Linked DNA regions of Zea mays: region 2 is linked to region 1. The links are chromatin contacts, called in public Hi-C maps. All regions are on one chromosome and are shown on one strand. The core of a region is the stretch at or near the end of the contact, and the rest is flanking DNA. Distances in the headings are between cores, read along the strand shown. Region 1 holds the start of LOC118472159. Region 2 holds the start of LOC103630881.

What was found. Hi-C and Micro-C count contacts between places; a contact is called where the count stands out from the background.
Region 2: a contact with region 1 is called in a Hi-C map of tassel, with 2.3 times the contacts expected there. The contact joins the promoter of LOC103630881 here to the promoter of LOC118472159 in region 1. A contact is called at or near these places in 2 of 25 Hi-C or Micro-C datasets (ear and tassel).

The regions. Positions count from the first base shown.
Region 1 is chr6:18,794,243-18,800,834 of Zm-B73-REFERENCE-NAM-5.0, forward strand. It overlaps LOC118472159, which reads left to right and starts at 2,525. Exons shown (of 1, transcript XM_035959882.1): 1 at 2,525-4,095. The coding sequence starts at 3,314. The coding sequence ends at 3,883. It overlaps LOC103629048, which reads right to left and starts at 2,940. Exons shown (of 2, transcript NM_001357028.1): 1 at 1,289-2,940. The coding sequence starts at 2,618.
Region 2 is chr6:19,397,943-19,404,416 of Zm-B73-REFERENCE-NAM-5.0, forward strand. LOC103630881 reads right to left here and starts at 1,843. Exons shown (of 12, transcript XM_035960265.1): 1 at 1,837-1,843; 2 at 1,358-1,708; 3 at 956-1,102; 4 at 722-882; 5 at 132-177. The coding sequence starts at 1,843. It also overlaps the pseudogene LOC100277558 and the pseudogene LOC109940319.

The DNA.
Region 1 (6,592 bases), core at 1,275-3,774:
TGAGTCTCTTTATTTTTTCTTTCCACACATCAATACTGCACCTACTCCTAACCGGGAGACACCAGCTGTTAGTCACTACCTGGCGAAAATCGGCTCTAGAATTCCAACACAATTCATATCTAAAGATCCTATTAATAGGGGCACGGTCGCCTGTGTCAAGACATAAAGGGGAGTGATCCGAAAAGGACCTATTTAAACCAAAAATCATCACACTCCGATACGCCAAATCCCATTCTGGACTTACCAAAAACCTATCAAGTTTTTCAAAGGTAGGGTCTAAACGGTTATTGGACCAAGTGTACTGTCTACCAACCAAATCCAACTCAATCAAGCCATATTGCTCAATAATTGCATTAAAGAGAAAGCTCCATTTATTAGTACCCCCAGGCTTATTTTTGTCACTCTCTCTTCTAATGATATTGAAATCCCCACCAACAAGAAGGGGGAGAGAGGAACTATGACAAAAGGAGGCCAGCTCACATAAAAAATCCCTTTTACTGACTTCTTGAGCAGCACCGTATACATTTAAAAAAATCCACGAAAAATTCTTCTCTTTTGTGAGTGATAAGGCTGCTGATCATAAACTTACCACACTTGTGACTAAGAATGTCAAAGGTATCAGAGTTAAAGCCCGACAGCAACCCACCAGATCTCCCATTGGGTTCAGCAGAGACCCAAATAAAACTCCTAGTGCCACACAGACCATCCAACCAATTCTGATTAAAGACTTTCCTATTGATTTTCTGTAAACCAATAAAATCCAACTTCTCTTCACTTGTGAGTTCCTTGATAAACTCATATTTGCCTTTTTTTTCAAACCCTGATAATTCCATATGATGCCTTTCATAGGAAACTAGGATATTGAGAGTGAGCCTTGCCCTTTTTTTTCTCCTCTTGCTAGAGGAGCCTTTGGCAGCAAAGGGAAAATGTTTTTTCCCTTTTGATTTTTTGGACCCACTTATGTAAACCATGTCCAAGGCACTTTCCTTTTCTAAATTAAGGAAAAAGTCCTCATCAGACACATTTCCCATGTCATTTTGAGAGTCATCAATGGGCTGTGAAGAGACTACGTCACGATCTTCAGAAAGAACCAGAGGAGAAGAGTCCTGTCTACCACCACTTGAGTTCAACATAACATTTAATTTGGTTTCTTCAAGCATTTTTATGTCCTGAAGACTGAGCTCTATTTCATTTTTATTATTTCCTAGGCACACACCTAACGAATTTGCAAGGTCTACTAGCACAGCATCTTTAGTATTTAAGACAGAGAAGGGATTCCAGCAGTTACCTTTATGTATGAAGGTGTCTTTAGCTTCAGCTCTGTTGATAGCTTTCTCAGTAATGTTCAAATCATCATCAGCTTCAAGTCTTGGGCTCCTCCTCAGCCCCTCAAACCCCTCTGCCATTTTAGCTTTGCCTTTTTTATCTCTCTGAGCAACCACCCCATCACCAGTGTTCTCAGCTTTGCAATTTTCATTCCCACTTTCTTGTGAGCACTGCAGATTGACACCCACACTTTTAGCTAACTCAGCCAATTCCTGAGAGCTAAGGAGATCCTCCTCACTGAGCTCCAAGTTAACCTGACCTCCACTGTCCTCTTCATTGTGCTGCAGTGTTTTGTCCCCTTTGTGGGTTATCTTTTGACCTTCACTCTCAGTAACAGTAGCAGTTTTTCTAGAGTGACCTTTGCCAGCCGAAGAAGCAACCTCATTCTTCTCCTTGCCGTCCACAGACTCCTTTCTAGCTTTTTTCCCTGTCGATTTAGACATAGATCCTTCAGAAACACATGTATTGGATTTCACTCTCTTACCAAGATTCGAATTCTCCTCATTCCACCCTTCTTCCACAATTGAATCCACTTTAAAATACACATCAAACAGAAAAGGCTTGACACCAACTTCCACTATTTTTGGAATCATGTTAATGCTCTTAACATGAACCTTAAACTTGACCGACTCTGACATCTCCAGAGATTTTAAATCCACTTCCTCAACAGCCCCCAAGATCGATCCCAGCTCGCAGATAGCCTGGTAGTGTCTTAACTCATCTAGCACATTCTCCGCACTCATCCAAACAGTATGCAGCCTTGCTTTCGCATTAGCCTGACAGTTCCAGGGCAGCACCATGATTTTAGCTCCGGACATCTTCATTTTGACCTCTATAAACTGACTCAGCTCATCTAGCTTATCTTGAGACGGAAAATGCATCACATAACCAGCTGGACATTTCTCTGCCTTCCAAGTTCTTCCCCAAGGAAAGTGAAAGCTAAAATCCTTTTCAAGCTCAGAGGCAGACACAAACCCTTCCAGAATCTTAACCAACCCCAAGCAAGATAGATTAGGTTTCCTGAGACTGGGTTTAGCATACTGGGATGAGAAGAACCCTAGCCCATCTGCAGCCATGCCCACAATCGGCATCATGGGCTTAATCTGTCGCGGCCAAACACATTTAGCCATCACATGGGTGTCCTTGCGACAGATCTCACACCAAAGAGACTTGCAGCAATCCCTTGCGTGATGACCTTCTTCCCCACACTTCTGGCAGAAAAATCTCCTCCCCATTTCATTCTCAGACCCAGAAGAATGAAGGGAGAAATTAGGGTTACCTTGCACGATCATTTCGCCAGTGGAAGAAGAGTCGGCTACATCCTTTTTGGGGATCGTCTTTCCAGGGGGGAGGCCTCAATCTCCAGCTCAGATTCCTGTTTCTACTCCACTGCGGCGGATCGCGAGCCTCCTCCCTGTTGTTCCCAGTGCCCCATTTTTGGCTCCAACCTTTGGCACCCATCGCCTCACGCCTTGCAACCGGCAGAGATCTCCCCGATCCAATCCTCGACCACTCCTCCTCCGAGGACGGGGGCTGGATCGGCACCCACCTCCACCCACCACTGAAACTAGATCTCACCGAGGAAGGGGATGACCAGATCGAGGCAAGTAAAGCGGCCAAGTGAGGGAGCGAAGGAGAGCCGATTAGGTCAAGTTGCGGCACAGCGGTTTCCACCCTTGATTTGGCTAGAGGCGATGTGTCTTCATCCTATGCCCCATCCCACATCGAATGGGCCTCCAAACCACCATGGGACCGATCTCCATTAAACGGCTCAAAGGAAACATCAACCCCAGGAACCCACCCCCGCCACAGCCTCATTGCAACAAAATCACATGGCTATCGGCAGCAACGGAGAAGCCCAAGGAGGAAGGCGGCCTAGGAGAGGGGGGGGGAGAATAAGAACACCTCACCAGAGAGGACCAGAGGACGGAGGACGAGAGCCGACGAGTTCAATCTGAATGTCTGGCCTGCCACGGGAGGACTACTAATGGGTGTTTGTCGCCGGCGAAGGGCCCGACGAAGACCAGGCGAAGGGGTCGACGAGGCTACCAAGACCGGGGCACCTGGCGTAGGATGGCGGACCCTTTTTCAGCTCCTCCTAGAGCTGGCGACCTGCCTTCTGATCCTGTCATTCAACAAATACTACGCCTTCGCCATCCTCACCGCCGTCGTCGCCCTCCTCCAACCGAAGCTGCGGCATGCGGCAGACAGACACGTGTTGCCATCCTTCACACAGGACATGATCGGAGACGATGAGGACAGTCCATACCTGGGCCATTTGCTGGACCTTTCACAAGGCATCGCCAGTTCTGGCGGCCTCTTCACGGCGATCGCCGGACGCTTCATGGTAGGGCCATTCAACACGGTTGGTTTCTTCTTCTTCTGTGCGATAGCTCTCGGGCTGTATCTGTCCATGGTGGTGACGGTGGGAGCTGTGTCTCGTCCCCACGCCAAGTGTCTCGCCATCGTCGTCGTGGTCCTCGTCGTGCTCACGCTTATCGCCGCCTGCATCCTATTTGTTGGGCACTCGGGAAGCAAGCCGCAGGTTGTCACCTAGTAGATCCATAGATCTTTATCTACTTAATTATCCTTGGCATTCTGTTTTTCTTTTAGTTTACTTGTATGTATCTGTCTATCTGAGAATGATGTCCGATGCATGCTCCCGTTTGTTGCATTTTTTTCACAATGTGATTTTATTGGTTCAAATAAACACAGCAGTGTATCGTTTAGAATACAAATAACATGGAAGTTTTCTGAACTCTCCTTTCATTTCTGCCAGCTGAAATGTGAGCGAGTGTTGGCTTTTACACTGGATGAGGCAGGTTACAGCACAGTTTTAGACCTGATTTACAAATGGCTGGTCTAATTGATTTCAATGCCATTACGCCCTTCCCCAATAATACACCAGCTCCGTGCAGCAGCTGTACCTTCACCTAGCTCTAGCAACAGCGCTGCGCTAGTTTACTGCTGCAACCACAACTGAAATAGTCAGAAGCGAACAGGCCCATTGGTTCATCATAATTAATTTGTAAAGAAAGCAAGCAGCCAACAGGCAAGCGCGCAGAGCAAGAGCAAGCCAGTAAAGAGACTAGCAGAAGGCCCAAGTGGCAGCCCAATATCGTATCCTAAACCCAACGTTGGATGGAACCAATCCATGGATCTTATTTGCTTATTATTATCCCTGGTAATCTGAATGTTCTTTAATTTACTTGCTTGTATGTAGCTGATAAGTATCCTGTGTGACACTCCTATTTGTGCATTTTTTTATACCTCAATGTAATTTTGTTCGTTAACAGACAGCAGTATAATTGAGAATACAAACCTTCATTTCTGTCAGCTGAACTGTGAGTGCTGTAACCTACCTTGAATAAATGGTTATTGGACGTGATATACAATGGTTAAACCTCATGACATTAATTATCAGAGATCTGGCAGGGATGCAAACTTAAGGAGCAGAACAACATCACGAATGCAACTGTAATCGTGCTTTTTAGAAAAAAGAATTTTTATTCCGGCCTCTGCATAAGATGCACTTAGCCACTTAACCATCCCTTATTACAAGTCCGGCCCCCGGCTGAAGAAAAGCAAGCTCTTAAAGAGCAGACAAAACGAAGAAATAAACTTATGCACCAAACTAAGCACAGTCTATTAGAAGACAGCTATCCATCAGACGCGTCCGGTCACCACCGACCAGACGCACCAGCGTCCGATCCAACAATTGCACTGTCAAACCACCGAGCGATCGGACACACCGAAAACACTGTCCCGCGTCCGGCCGAGCGTCCAATCGCCTCGAACACCTAGCCAAGACACTGCCTCTCTGGGGTGAGCGACCGGACGCACTGACCCAGCGTCCGGTCACCCCAGTGACCTCCAAACTTCTCTGTTTCGATCCGAAACTCTTTACCTTTGCAAATGTGCTAACAAGACCATGTACGTGTGTGTTAGCATTTTCACAACATTTTCAAAGGATTTTTCTCTCTTTTCACCACGCCACTCGATCCTAGCAACGTCACGATGTTAGATCACTCGAGTGGCATTAGATGACCGATATGCAAACAAGTTTGCCCCTCTTGGTAATACGGCCATCTATCCTAAACCTGGTCAAGCACTTCTCTACTCAACCTTAGACTAGTGAAATGAAAATGCCCTAGTTTATACATTTGCCTTGCGTTTTCCATTTCATCTCCATTACCATCGTCGATGCCAATGCAACACATGCACCAACACCATCATAAATGTTATGATCCACTTCATATCATCACATGGCTTTTGGTCCATTGATCTTGCATTACTTGCTCTTCACCATTACTTCGGTCCTTCGGCTCTAAGTCTTTGCTCAAGCCTCCCGACACTCGGTACCAATGGCTTCAAAGCCTCCAACTTGCCCTTCACCATCGCAATGGATCCATCAAGCCAAGTCTTATCTTGATCTTCTCCATCTAGCCACATGACACCATGTCATGTCTCATGCATTAAGCTCCTCCATCACATGTGTGAGCCTTAGCAACAAATCAAAGTCATTTCCTCCTCCATGGCATAGCTGCTCACACAAGTGTACCTATGGACTAATCACCTGTGTATCTCATATTAAACATAATTAGTCCACCTAAATTGTCACTCAATTACCAAAACCAAACAAGGACCTTTCACGTAGCCATTGCGCTGCGCGCGCCGGCAGCCGTAGTCATCCTCGCGTTGGGAGAGAGAGAGCGACGAGGAGTGGGAGAGAGAAGCTTCTGGAAGTAGAAGCAAAAGCCAGAGCTTATGGGCCCCTTTGGCAGAGCTTCACTTCTTGATTCTTTGGCTTCACTTCTTGATTCTCCAAAGGAGTGATTCTAATGGGAAGCAAGGTGGAGAGCAGGTGAGAATCAATTCTGAAGTGATTTAGTAGTGGGAAGCGGTGGAGAGCGGGTTTTTTTAGCTCTCAGCTGGTAGTGTAAATGGAGAAGTGATTCTCGTCAACTCCACACCAGAATCCAGTTGCATTTTAGGTGTTTTGCAGGGCTCCGTGAAAGCTAGGAGTGAAGCTGTGGCTAGGAGCTGTGCCAAAGGGGCCCTATATTTTTTTTCCTGTTGATGAGAAGCTGGGAGGGTAAAGGAAAGCTTAGAAGGAACCAGAAAAGGTAAGGAGAACCAAGAGAAGGTACTTCAGTAAAAATCTGATCCAGTTGATCTCGGACGTCCATCGAAAGATCGAACGGTGGGGAAGATTCAGGATGACGTGGACGGTGCTTCTGCTTGAGGAGCCCACCCAGTTTCTAGG
Region 2 (6,474 bases), core at 593-3,092, 600 kb after region 1:
TTATTAGAAACCATATTTGTTTTAGGAGGTGTAACTTTAAAATAAGAGAAGTATTATTAAAAGATATTTCAATTCAAAACTTTTGAGAGTTTTACTAAATTCCAAAAATAAGATTGAGGTGTTACAAAGTGCCCTCAGTGTCAGAAACTGTTCTGCTGGTGCTCGCATTGGTGAATCCTGTGTTGACAGTAAAGTGAAAAACTTATGTTCAGTGAAGAGTGTTTTGAAAGAAAACTGTAATAATATAGAGAATTAGTCACAGAAGGTGTCATTAAGTATAACTCATAGCAGTCGCAACATTATGGAACCTTAAACTTTGAGTTGACAGACCATGGAAACCTGGTTTCATAGTCTGAATTCAAGAAGCCCACCCACCACGTACAAAATGGCAAGGTAAAATAGTCTAGAAGTGCTATATTTTTGCAGCACCAAATGTGTGACATGATAGGAAAATGTTTGTCGACAAGTTTCCCATTAGATTCATATAATAAGGTGAAAGCACTTTCAGATATTTCATTATGAATAGTGACTTAGGCACAATGATTTTTGCAAAGATTTCATTAGCAACTTAGGCACATAGACATCAGATGGTTCAGACCAACAGCCAACCAAATATACATGAAACACCTAAGAATATTAACACCCAGTGCTGATACCAAGTTCAAGGGAAGAAATATAGATCCTAGAAATCTAAAAATGTGAATAAATTGGTCTTACGTACGACGGGTATACCAATGATGTTTATCAGGGTCCCAGATCCAACAATCAGAGCTACCATTTCCAACAGTCCAATACCAGTAGCTAGAGCCAAGGATGTTGATACAGCCGGAAGAACCTTCTTTTGTTGCCTTACCTTCTCTATTGGTGTCAAAAATTCATCTCCTAGGTGAGAACTAAACACTAATCAGTGTAACGTGAACAACAGAGCCTTCAGAAAACAAATGGAAATGCTTACTTTCCCTTGTGGTGTTAGAATTGCCATCCATTGCCTGCTGCTCAGCAACAAAGGATGTGGTGACATTAAGTAGCGGCACATTAAACAGCTTGGATACCAAATTGAATATGGAAGTCGATGCACCAACAGCCTCAAGCTGAGCCGAACCTGATAAGAGACTCTTTCTCATCAAATGGGTGAAACGGTTGACACCCTCTTAATTGTTTACTAAAACCAGTGTCTTCCCTATTTTTGTATCTAGGCCTTCATCAGGCCCATGAGCTTTTCACATCATCATATAACACAAAGGATAACTAGATTTTACAATGCCGTGCCGGAGTGAGAGCAAGGTATGGCATGCATGATTCTAGGTTTCAAATGAAGAAATGAATTGGATTACAAAAGCTCAGAATAGTGGATTACCGATATGTCCGACGAAGGCGGTGTCGACGAGCGCCGTGATGGGGTCCGCGGCGAGCGCGAGCACGGCGGGCGCGGCGATGGCGAGGATGTCCGCCGCAACCCCGTCAAGCCTCAGCCACCCCGGAGCCCCACGCCTCGCGACGGCCTCATTCTCTTCCTCTCCCTTAATCTCAGTCTCTGGCCCCTTATCGGGTGTCACCTCGTCGACAGTGTCTGTGACGACCGGCTTCCCACCACCATGACTTTTGCATCGTGGGAGACTCCTCCACCGAGGCAGAGTAGAACGGCGGCGGTGGCAACGGCAGGAGGTCCCCACGGATGGGGCTCGGGCGTGCGCGGGTGGCTGCAGGCCTCGTCAGCGTCACAACCCTCACCGCGCGTCACTGTTGCCCTCATGCTCCTCCCCAGATGCCTAGAAGTCAAGCCAGCTAGGAGAGAATGGAGCCCACACTGGTCTCCCGCATTATCGCTCCGCGCACAAGCCATGCCGGCCGCCACGTTACCATGATGCTCGTACCACCAGCCAATGGGAGAGAATGTGAAGGAAGAACATAACTCACGGCTAAGAAGAGGAAAGCGACGGCAGAGCACGCAAGGACCTCACGACGTTAGCTCAAGCAACTTAATCGATGTGAGCAGCGGCTAATGGGTGATTCAAGTCCATACCAGCACTTTGCCATCGTCTGCGCCTCCAAATGGTCGAAGCATTTCCCTACACCTCCATTTCATCGAATCCCTCTCTGCCGTGTTCCGTAATGGCAATAATCTCGCCGCCATGGGCGTCTGGTCACAGGGGTCGGAGTGTGCGATTGGTAGGATTGAACGCGATGCGGGCCAGCCTTTTTGGGCTCGGTGGGCCGTGGGCCCCCATTTTTGTTTGGGCAGCAAGGGAAATGAATTTGATCCTGCTCATCGATCTTATTCATTTGGCCTCAACGATCAGGATTAGTTTGGCTTCCACTCCTTGAGCCTTCTGCTCAAAGCAACCACCGCTGGCTCAGCTCACTCCGGTGGCCTCCGGCCGCCTCTGCCTCCGAGGATTCGCTTGGGGGGAGACGTATTATGAGGTTCGCGGGGTGGTACCTGAAGATTGCGGCGGTGGGGCCTCCATTGGCGCTGCCATGGAGCTCTTCATGATCCACACGGGCTTTTGTACACTTCTACCTCCCCTCACCCCCTACCTGCTCAACATCCAATCCCCCCTTGTTGTTTCTTTGAGATTTTCAAAATAGTGATTATACTTGGACGGATTATGTGCAGTTCAGTGCATCTTCCCATCAATAACAATCCAAATATTTGATATTTTGGTGTCCACATAACTAGTTGAAGTTACCTAGTACCATTCATCCTGTCAAGTTCATTTTGTTTCTCTGTTGTTCGCTGCTGCATCAGAATGCCTCTTTTTTTAAACATGTTTTGCCTCTATGGTCCTATGCTACAGATGAGAAGGTAACTGTCCTGGGGTCAGAAAAACGAGCTTGGGAAAGCAGTCTAGAGGCCCAAGCTATGAGAGAAGCTCTCAATCCATGGCAAAAGCATGATGAACAAGAACAACAGAAGAAATAGTCAAGAGTTATGTGTCTTAAGTGTCTGCGTTCCCATCCGTATACCCTTGAATCAGGTACTATTAGAAATTAGTGTTGATCTTTTGCATTTGCTGAACAATCTGCAATTTTTTGACTTCTTTAAAATTGCTGGATGCCTGGATGGTAGCTTCCAGAACACGTTGAAGGGCTATCGAAGACAGTTATAAACTGCTTTTTTCATGGGATGCAAAAAAAAGAGGGGACATTGTACACTATCACACTGGGTTTCACTTGTTTTTATGATATTTTAACATTAGAACATCAGATTTTGGGTATAGAAATGGGTGAAAGTTGTCTGCTTCTCTGTACAATAATTGAATGCTCTATGGATTGCTCATGTAATCCTTTTCAGTTATGATATTTTTTTAAACATCATTTGTTGGAACAAAAGGGTGTACATAACAACAGTAAATATGGAGGAGTTTGCACATAGCTCGATTCAATGAGCATCAAAAATTCCCAATGGATTTTATGCAACCTGGCTCCAATTGTTAGTATTAATGCCCAGTAAATGGAATAATACTCGTTCTGTACAAACGTACCACCTCCTAAGCTGATAGTTTCCTATCCTCTTGATGTCTCCTGTAATGTATTCATTTCACGTATTGTATGTAACCCATTTCAGCTAGAACTAACCAAAATTTTGTACAAGCTAGTTTCTCTGTTAACTACTTAACTGGAAACTTGGTGATGGTGCTTACAACTTGACCAGCTAGCGGCAGTAGAATAAGCTGGTTTTGTTCGTATGAATAGAACTATGCTTGATGCTAACCCTAGAATTGTGATGCAAGCCCACACAAAGAAGGTGGTTGAGTAGCACTTCACCCCCATGCACATAATCATGGTGTCAACAATGCCAGTCCAGTTATCCACTACTGTCATCTTTTGGCCATTTCCATCGTATACCATGGCAGCAATCTGGCCATAGAGGAGTGAGCCCAGCGGGATATTGGTAATTAGGATGTTGTGATTCACTCCAATGCTATTTGGTCCAAAGAGCTCGGAGGTCACTGACATTGCTGCAGCAAAGATGAATCCTGAGCTTAGACCAACTAGTGTTGTTCCTGCTACCAGGGTGCTTGCATCTTGTTGGTTCCACATAAGGAAAAAGGCCATTGGCATGGGGACCAATGCAGCAGCAAGCCACCCTGTGCGAGCAAGTGGCACCTTCCTGTATACAAATTTTAGTTAGGAAGCATGTGATATGATGACATATATGTTTGTATATAAAGCAAAACAGATACCTGTGAAGGATGTCAGGTAGTGCAGAAAGAAGACGACCGAAGAAAGAGCAGGATGAGTAGGCAATAAGTAGCATGGTGAGCTGTGACTGCTGGTGCAATGACTGCGCAATCTGCCCCAAGTTGTTGCTGTATACCAGGCCAACAGTGGCTCCACAGAAGTAGGCTGTGTAGTAGAGCCAGAAGTCCACACACCAAATGAGCTTCTTTGCACTATGTTCTTCACCGAGTGCCACCAGGTAGCCCTTGCTCACTATTGTTCCACAACAATTGCCCTGCATCTGGAGCTCCATTGGTTTTAGCATCATCGCATTGGACTCCATTTGATGATTGTTTCTGATTAGGAGCGGCTGATGTGGGTCATCATGGTTTAGTAGCGATGCAGGGTCAGGGCCATCTGTATCCACATATGAGGAACTGGAGCAGGCAGGGATGATGAGAGGAAGGGCGAGGAGAACCATGGCACCTATGAGGATGACCCATGCAGTAGAGCCAGTTGCGGTGAAAGTTCCAAAGACCACAACATATATGCCAGTGATGAATGCAAGGATGTAGAGGCCGAGGAAGACACGCCTGTTATGCCTGGGCGCACTTTGGAGGTGGCTGTCATTTGTGTGGCAGAGGAGGATCACTGGGAGTGCAAGAATAGAGACACCAAGAGGGAGGATTGCATTGAGGAGGAGGCAGATAGACAGGGCTAAAGGGGAGAGGGCGTTTGCAAAGAGAGTGTAGAAGGCAGCGCTGAGCCCGTTGAAGCTTATTGAGAGGGAGAGGGCTAGGGAGCGGTTGTTTGCAGAGAAGTTGCGGATGCAGAGAACAAAGCAGACTGTGTTGAACCAGCAGATGCTGCACCCTGCTATCAAGCAGACCAAGAACACCTGCAAGGGCCAACATATGAATCAGAATTTGATCAAATAATTAAGTTCGATATAAGTTGCATGTTGTCTTTATGTCTTGGCAGTTTAACCTCTATTGTCTCTACATCTTGACTTAAATACCTTTGAGGATAGTGTTTGCAATCAGTTTGTCCAGAGTCGAGACGACTTGTGTAATATAGTTTGTTTACTGAAAGCTACAGGATGGATTTGTATACTGGGAGCCCAAGCCCCGTATGGTATCGAATACATTGTACGACCACAGGGCAGTACATCCTTCTTTTTTTACTTTGAACATTTAGTATAAACGCTTTTAAAATGTGATTGAAAGGGGGACATCTAACATCAGTTTCTTCAATAATTCCCAGTATCTAGATATGTGTTGAGCATTGAGTAGCTAGGCAGGAAAGTGAGCATTGGCATTCCAATAACTTAGTGTGATTATGCATCTGGGGATATACAGTTTGTAATGGAGTACGACACAATCGTGGCGTTGTGGCGTTAAACTCTGATTCAATTTGTGTGTAGTACATGTCATATATTTCCCATGCTGCTCCTAGAAGGAAGGTGGAAAGAAGGTTTTGTAGTAGGTGGATGATGCAACAGCAGTGACTTGCGAGACTGGAATGGCATGCCGTAGGCGTGTGTGATGCCGGTGGGGATGTTGTGGTATCTAGCTGATTTTTTTCTTTTTCTGAAGGCGTCACCAGAGAGGTGCGTGCCTCACTTGGATATTTTCCATTGGTATCTAGGCTGATGTGATTGCGATGTGTGTTTGTTGTTGTGATGGTAGACTTATTTGGCAGTGGATGAGAACAACCCGTCAAGATATTTTAGTTTGGATAAAGATAGTGTACTGCTGGTGTTGTGGGAGAAATGAATTCGTGTGGTTTGCTTGTTAGTAGAAGCAACAACATTTGACACTTTCCCCAGGATGTTGATGTCTTGCTGCCAGTTGATGGAATATATGTGGTCATTGTTTAACACAGATGGAGAAGGTTTTTAGGATTGGGCGCACCTATCAATGAATGAATGAACAAGATGTATACACCAGAAACAAAAGGAAATGGAGGATGTGTTGTTTTAAGGTTATTAGACATTTAATAAAGGCACGAGTGTATGGGTTTGTGCAGGTGGCTCATCTAGCAGTCAAACGCAGAGCAGAGAAGCAGACTGGTAGAATGGAAGCAGAGTTGAGTTAGTTGCAGATAACATTCAATTCAGAGACCTGAGACTGAATTCCAAGTGTACTGGTTGGTTGGTTGGTTGGTTGTTGATGGGCATGTTTTGATCCTATGTGCTAAACTTTAGCAGGGTGCTAAAGTTTAACACATTGTAAACCCTTAAAATATGGTTTAAAGTACTAGGTAATTCTTGGAGAAATAAAAATTTGAGTTTATTTTAATCTATGTTTT